Regions from separate parts of the Mus musculus genome. Here region 1 is linked to region 2. The links are chromatin contacts, called in public Hi-C maps. All regions are on one chromosome and are shown on one strand. The core of a region is the stretch at or near the end of the contact, and the rest is flanking DNA. Distances in the headings are between cores, read along the strand shown. Region 1 holds the start of Ap1m1 (adaptor-related protein complex AP-1, mu subunit 1). Region 2 holds the start of Mast3 (microtubule associated serine/threonine kinase 3).

Region 1 (3,759 bases), core at 886-3,385, 1.4 Mb before region 2:
CCACATGTAAATATGGCTCTACAGCTTCAGCCCAGGATGGGTACTTGCTTGTGCCAATGAGATGTTTGCTAAAGGAACAAGCAAGCCACGACAGGCAGCCCACTGTACCTCTAGGCCAGGTTGGAAGGCAGAGCATATGTCATGAGACCTAGGGAACACTGCCCCTACCCAGCTTCCCAGAAGGCTGTGGAGGAGGCCCAGGTCTGGAACTCACCAGTTGTCGATCTTGGGTGACATACAAGGCAGGTACACACTCAAGGGACTAAGGAAAACGTGGAGGGTGGGGCTCTTCTAAGCTCTAGCTCTTCCATGTAGACTGGACATCAATGTTCTTTCACTGCTAAATGTTGGACTTGTTTACTGTGGCTGGACCTGTTCTGGTAGCTTCCAAACATAAGAGGCTGGCCACTTGCCTTCCACTCTGACAGCCTGAGGTAGAGCGACAGACAGTGCCTTTCTTAAGGCTAAATGTGCCTTCCTGGAAGAGGCTTTTGCATAGAGTACACTGTGGCTGCCTGACAGAGAGCTTGTTGTTCTAGGCTCTATCCTCAGCACCACAAAACCATCCATTATGCTAGGGAGACAGCTCAGTCTGTATTTTCCAAATATCCGACCTGAACTCTATACCCAAATCCCAGGTAACAGCCAGGTGCTTACCAGGTGGTGGTGGCAAATACCTTAATCCCAGCACCTGGGAGGCAGAGGCAGGTCAGTCTCTAAATTCAAGGCCAGCCTGGTCTACAGAGTGAGTTCCAGGACAGCCAGAGCTACACAGAGAAAACTTGTCTCATAAAACCAAGAGAGGGAAAAAGTCAGATTCTGCTGGGAAGTACAGACAGGCAGATCCATGCGTTTTAACGGTTCAGGCAGCCTAGCTCAATCAGTCTAGTGACCCGAGTTCGATAACAAGAGCCCATGTAAGAGTAGCAGGGGTCTCCTTCCTCCACACACCCGCAGAAACACACAAATGAAGATTTCTTTCTCAGATAACGCTGGGCAAGATGCCAGGGTCCTGTTTCTGTGCAGGGCCTTCATGTCTCAGCAGTCTTTGTTATTCCCAGTCAGGATAGCTCTCCCTGATTCTTCAGTTGCAGCTGCTAGTCCATTATGAAGACATGGCCCCAATAGGTATTCATCTATTTCTGTTTTTTCCAAGTGACTAAGTTGAGCTATGACAGATTAGGCTAACCCACGGTGGCCCTGGGCTTAGCACCTGCCTGGCGAGGATGCTTCCAGGCCGCTACTTCCCAGTAATCAGTGTGACTCTAGGCACTGTTTCCCCCTCTAAAACCACACTTTTGTTTGTTTTTGTTTTTCGAGGCAGGGTTTCTCTGTATAGCCCTGTCTGTCCTGGAACTCACTTTGTAGACCAGGCTGGCCTCGAACTCAGAAATCCGCCTGACTGCCTCCCGAGTGCTGGGATTAAAGGCGTGCGCCACCACGCCCTTCTTAAAACCACACTTTTATCATCCGCTTCTCTTAATGTCATAGGAAGCTCAGTGGCTCTAGGGAACGCTGAAGCCTGTGGAGCGAGGGACCGACCTAAGGCCATAGTTCCCGCCACGCCTCTGGCCAAGGGTCGCACGGTCCCCGGGGCGCAGGGTCCTGCTACAGGAGTTCGCAGGAGAAGCTAGAGTCCGGTACCCAGGCGAACAAAAAGGGAAAGGGGCAAAGCGGACAGTTACCTAGCAACCGCAGCCCACCAAGTTGGCTAGCAATGGGGCGGGACTCGCGGAAAGACCACCGCCCATTTCCTAGTAACTTGGTAGGGCTGGCAAGTGAGGCTGCCCCGCCTGCCTGACGCCCTAGCTGGGCTGGTCGGCCAGTTGCCTAGCAACAGGGTGGGTCCTGACAGGGCGAGGGCCCGTTGGTTGCCTGGCAACGCGGAGGGTGGCGAACCCTTCAGTACCTTGCCCTTCAGATCCAGTACGTAGACGGCGCTGGCGGACATGGCGGCTTTGGAAGGTCTCGGCAGTAGCCGAGGGCGGCGGCAACGGCAGGAACTGCGGGCGTTCAGCAAGGCCCGGCGCGCCCCGAGACACTTCCCCTCCACTTCCGGTCCATGAAGCAGCGCGTGGACCGTTATGTCCGGTCTGAAGGGAGCCGCAAGTGCGCAGGCGCGTAACTGAGTGCAAGCGCAGTAGGAACTTTTTGGCAGTATTTTTCACCCATAGCTCAAACGGGCCGGAAGTCAGGGGGCGTGGCCTTCCTGAAGAGCGGGGCCTGGAGGACCAGGGCGGGGCAGCTTTGTCATTACTCCTTGTACCTGAAGGACTAGCTGTGGAATGAAGGTGGACGCTTCCAAGCCTGTTGCTGTGAGAAGACGCTGAAAGCGGAACCGATTTGGAGTTGAGCCTTTTTTTTTCTTTTTCTTTTTTTGTTTTTTCGAGACAGCCTTGCTTTCTGCAGAAGTCAAGTAAACTAATATCCCGTCACTGACTGTGACTCGCCGTTAGGTGGCGCTTAAAGGAAGTCAGTCTCCCAATGGCAATCCAGCCTTATCAGCAATCACTTGTCACTGTCAACCTCTCAACTGACTGGGCTTCACCCGTCTTGCCCCAGTGAACCCAGGGTAGCACGTGTGTAACTTAGCCTGTGCCTAATTCACAGTAAGGCTGAGCCGGGCGTGGTAGCTAGCGCACGCCTTTAATCCCAGCACTCTGGAAGCAGAGACAGGCGGATTTCTGAGTTCGAGGCCAGCTTGGTCTACAAAGTGAATTCCAGGACAGCCAGGACTATACAGAGAAACCCTGTCTCAAAAAAACAAAACCAAAGTAAGGCTGATTAAATTTTAATTCTGCCATTCTTCTTTTTTCGAGACAGGGTTTCTCTGTATAGTCCTGGCTGTCCTGGAACTCACTTTGTAGACCAGGCTGGCCTTGAACTCAGAAATAAACCTGCCTCTGCTTCCCAAGTGCTGGGATTAAAGGCGTGCGCCACCACCGCCCGGCAAATTCTGCCATTCTTAACCACCTTTCTGCCACCGAGAGATCAAAGGAGCCCATCAACACTCCTCCCCGCCCCAAGGGCTTTTTTTTGTTTTTTACTTTGTGTGGTTTTTTACTTGTGTGACACATAGTGAAAGATTCCCGAAGGGAGACCCTTACTCAGACACTTAAGTCCCGGGACAGCCGCGTACCCAAGAAGACACTGAGACCATACATAAAATGTAGAAGGTAAGATTTAATAAAGCAGCGACATGAAAGCACACAGACCAGAGCTCTGGGGTCGAAATAAAGCAGCAACATGAAAGCACACAGAGCTCTGGGGTCGAAACTCATACACCTTAGCACAGGGTAGAGGAGTCTCGACAGTCAGCCAAAATTTTTCACAGGCTTATATAGTAAAACTCAAAGGGGGAGAACTGGGCAGGAAAAGTACAAGTTTACATCACTAGGGAGTTCTGCCAAAGGAATCTAGGTAACTAAGGAGTCATGTCCTATCAAGGAATCTACGTCAGGAGGCCTTTATCTCAAAAATGTTCTTGGAACAGTTTTTTCGAACTTTAGGGTGAGGAGTTTTGGGGTGAAAAGTTTAGGAGTGTTCCGAGAACAATCTCTAGATGGGAGGGGGTGGGCTCCGAGGTAAAAAATTCATGTTCTTACAAGAGGCCAGTAATTTTTCATTCTTCATTCCCCACTTCTTCTTGTAAGTAATTCTAATCTTAGAATTTCAGAAGTCTATATCTCTATGTGGAGAATACTGCATTTACTCTATCTTTAACATGGGAACAACAACAGAATAAGGCAGATTAGTAAA
Region 2 (3,421 bases), core at 857-3,356:
CCCTCGGCAGAGGACCTGTGAGCAGGGACCCCTGTATGCTCAGCCTTGCCAGGCAGGCACTCTGGATAGTTGCATAGCCCAGTTCTTCAGAGTGGGAAACAGGCCAGGTGGGCTGCTAAGGCATTAGTCTGTGGCTGGGGATAAGGAAACAGCTGTGTATCAGGTGTGTCGTGGAGGTGTGTTCCCAGGCACAACAGTGGTGGGTGGCTCTTCCTGGAGGTGTATGAAGCCCAGGGCTCCATCACCATTTGTGTCCACAGTCAGGAGGCTTTGAGCTCAGTGCTCAGACCTGACACAAGGTGATCATGATCCTCTTGGTCACATGTGGCCACTTCAGGGCCTGTCCTTGTGACTCAGAACTTGGGCTCTAGCCACTCCCTTTCTCCAGGTCTTTCCATGATGTAGTCTTCAGCTTTTGTCCCCTCATGCCACCAGCTCCTCACTAGAGGCTTAACCCTCTATCCCAGCTTCTCAAAGGTCTTTCTTTGCTTTCCAGGACAGACATGGAGGCGCTCTAACACCATCCATGGCTCCCTGTTGCATTTTCAGTGAGCTCCAATCCTTATTGCAGCTGTGTGGTTAGCTCAGCGAGCACCCTCCTCCCCATCTGTGACACTCTTTCCCCATGCCCACTGATTCTCTTCTTTCTCATGGTCAAAATTATTATGTTGCCTGTCTGCTTGCCTTCTTTGCTATTTCTTGAGAAAGAAATATCGTCCAGGCTGGCCTTAAGTTCCTACCTGTACCCCTCAAGTCCTGTGACAACAGGTGTGTGTTACCACCTCCAAAAGTGTGGTGAGGGCTGGGATGGAGCCCTCCATGCCAGGCAAGCATTCTGCCAGCACAGCTATATCCCTCTTTCTTTGAAGTTACTCTTTGACATTCTTCATCTGTCTCCTTATCTGAGATCAAGGACTACCTTGAAGTCACCCCTAGATGTCCCAGAGGCAGGTAAACTGTAAGTGTTCAATAAATGTTTATCAAGTGAATAAATGACTGGATATGGGTTTGTGCTGCAGCCAGCAGCATGGGAAACGCCTGACGTGGCAAAGAGCCTGGAGGAGACGTGGCAGAGTCTCAGAGTGACTTGACAAGGATGAGTTGGGGAAAACCTGGGTGCATGTGCCTCAGTTTCCCCAGCTATCTTCTTGCACCAAATATAGGATCTGAGCTTCAAATCCGAGCAAGGCTCTGATCCGGTGTCTAAAAGTCCAGGGAGTCGGGTGCTGTCAGAATGACCACTGGCTACCTAGGACCTGGGGGAAAAGGACATATTCCTTTGGTTTGTAGTATATATGACTTATCGCCTTTGGTAATGGCTTTCGTGGCCATGCACACTGCGTTCATCGCAGACATCATACAGATGGGAAGGAAAGGGGAAGAGCCAGGCAGGGCTAACACCTCCAAGTCAGAGGGCAGACCCGTCACAGCCTGCACTACTAGCACCGCCAAAGCTCTACTCCGCCGTCCAGGCCCTAGCAACGCCCCACCTGCTTGTTGTGGCCCTAGCGACGCCCCGCCCTCACCGCGCAGTGCCCTAGCAACGGCCAGGTAGCCCCGCCCCCCCAATGCTCAGAACCATAGCAAAGCCCTGCCTGGGCTGCTGAGGTCCATAGCAACGCCTCGCTCTCCTGTCAGGGTGCCTCTCCTGGTGCTTAGAGCTCTAGCAACAACCTGCCTGTGTTGCTGAGGTCCATAGCAACGCCCCGCCCTTGCTACCTAGAGCCCTAGCAACGGCCAGGTAACCCCGCCCCCTATGCTCAGAACCCTAGCAAACCCCTGCCTGTGCTGCTAGGGGGCCTAGCAACGCTCACGTTAGTCCCAGAGCCCTAGCAACGTCCACTACGCCGCGCCGATCTGCTCGGGGCCCTAGCAACGCCCCGCGCTGTCCCTCAAGGCCCTGGCAATGCTGGGCACCGACAGGCGGGTTCTAACTGCGCTCCATCCCAGCGCTTCCGGCAGAGCTGTAGCAACAAAAGCTCCTTAGTTGGGGACCCTAGCAACGCCCCGCCTAGCACTGTAGCAACGCCTCGCCCCCCTTCCTCCTCCATCACGACGCCACGCCCCCTCAGGCTCCGCCCCGTGACTGGGCGGGGCTCCCAGCCGGGCTTCCTCCTTGCTACCGCGCGCGCTCCTTGTTGCCCGCGGCCACTGGGCCGCTCTACGGGGCTCAGGCCGAATCCGGCCGATCTGGCCGAGGCCCGGGCAGACGGAGGGCGGCAGCATGTCCGACCCCAGCTACTGGACCGCGGTCGCGGCCCCGGGGCACCGCAGCCGCCTGGCCAAGGGTGCGCTGCTACAGCGTTCCAAAAGGTAGGGACGGCTTGGGGCGCAGGGTCTAGCTGTGGACGCCGGTATTTGAACTTGGGACTCGGGCCTTGCAAAGCGATGAATTTGGGAAGAATGAAGCAGTCTGTTCTGGACACTCAGCGGAAATGTTGGCGCAGATGCAAATACTCATGGCCCAGACTGACGAGTGGGTGGCAGGTCTACAGCCAAGAAGGCATGCTTCTCCTCGGCCCAGGTCCTCCTTTGCAAGGCACAGAGGCCAAGAGAGATGGTGCCTCAACTGTCGACCCAGGTTCTAATTGTAAGATAGCTTTTACCGTGCGGTGTGACTCCAGGTAGTTCTTCAACCTCTCTGTGCTTGTGTTTCTCTGTATTTAGGTTAGCATAGTTGGGAAAAGTCTGAGATGCAAGGACCCTGAGTGCTCGATCCAAAGCTTCGACTGGGCCTTGAGATAGTGTGGTGCCTACCATGGCTTACAGGCCTTTTAGAGCAAGGAACAGTGTAAGCAGTTGGCATTTAATGTGTGCTCAAGTGAGATGATCCAGGTTCTCTGAGGCGTCCAATATGGTTGTTTTCAAGGTCTTGTCTAAGCATAAGGGAAAGGAACCAACCAGTCTCATTGGCTACCGGTGCAGGACCATGGGACAGCAGGGCAGGGAGAGGATGTGGCTGCCAGTGTGTGTCGTGTGCAGAGGGGGGGCGACAGGAAGTCTTGCAGGGCCCTTTGGGTTCCGCTTCTGCACCCACACTTCAGCCTAGGGGGCAATTCTTTACCCTCTTGGTAGCTGGTAGCCCCGATTTCCCTGTGTGAAGAGCAGGTACAGTTGGTGGGTCCCCCAGCTCAATGCTGGTTTGTACTGTGTCCACACCTGTGGCTTAGCTGACTCTGGGGGCGTGGCCTCCTGTAGGCAGGCTCTTAGAGCATAGGTCCCCCAAGGCCAGCTTCACAGGGTGTGTTGATTTTGTGCACCTTCTGGTTGTCCTGATGGGGAAAACAGAGCCTCCTGCAGCAACAGACAGGCTGGGCTCAGCTCCCTAAAACCTATGCCCTTTGCTGCCTGCGGCACCTCCTATCTTGGCCTGCAAACTGCCCTTCTGTTACCCAAAACCCTCCCTGCCTCCTTAGGGCCC

What was found. Hi-C and Micro-C count contacts between places; a contact is called where the count stands out from the background.
Region 1: a contact with region 2 is called in a Hi-C map of round spermatid, with 5 times the contacts expected there. The contact joins the promoter of Ap1m1 here to the promoter of Mast3 in region 2. A contact is called at or near these places in 2 of 39 promoter capture datasets (liver and pre-B cells) and 1 of 484 Hi-C or Micro-C datasets (round spermatid).

The regions. Positions count from the first base shown.
Region 1 is chr8:72,238,394-72,242,152 of GRCm38.p6, reverse strand. It overlaps Ap1m1 (adaptor-related protein complex AP-1, mu subunit 1), which reads right to left and starts at 2,135. Exons shown (of 12, transcript NM_007456.5): 1 at 1,910-2,135. The coding sequence starts at 1,951. Gm51536 (a long non-coding RNA gene) reads right to left here and starts at 208. Exons shown (of 2, transcript XR_003947404.1): 1 at 1-208.
Region 2 is chr8:70,791,118-70,794,538 of GRCm38.p6, reverse strand. Mast3 (microtubule associated serine/threonine kinase 3) reads left to right here and starts at 2,106. Exons shown (of 26, transcript NM_199308.2): 1 at 2,106-2,313. The coding sequence starts at 2,225.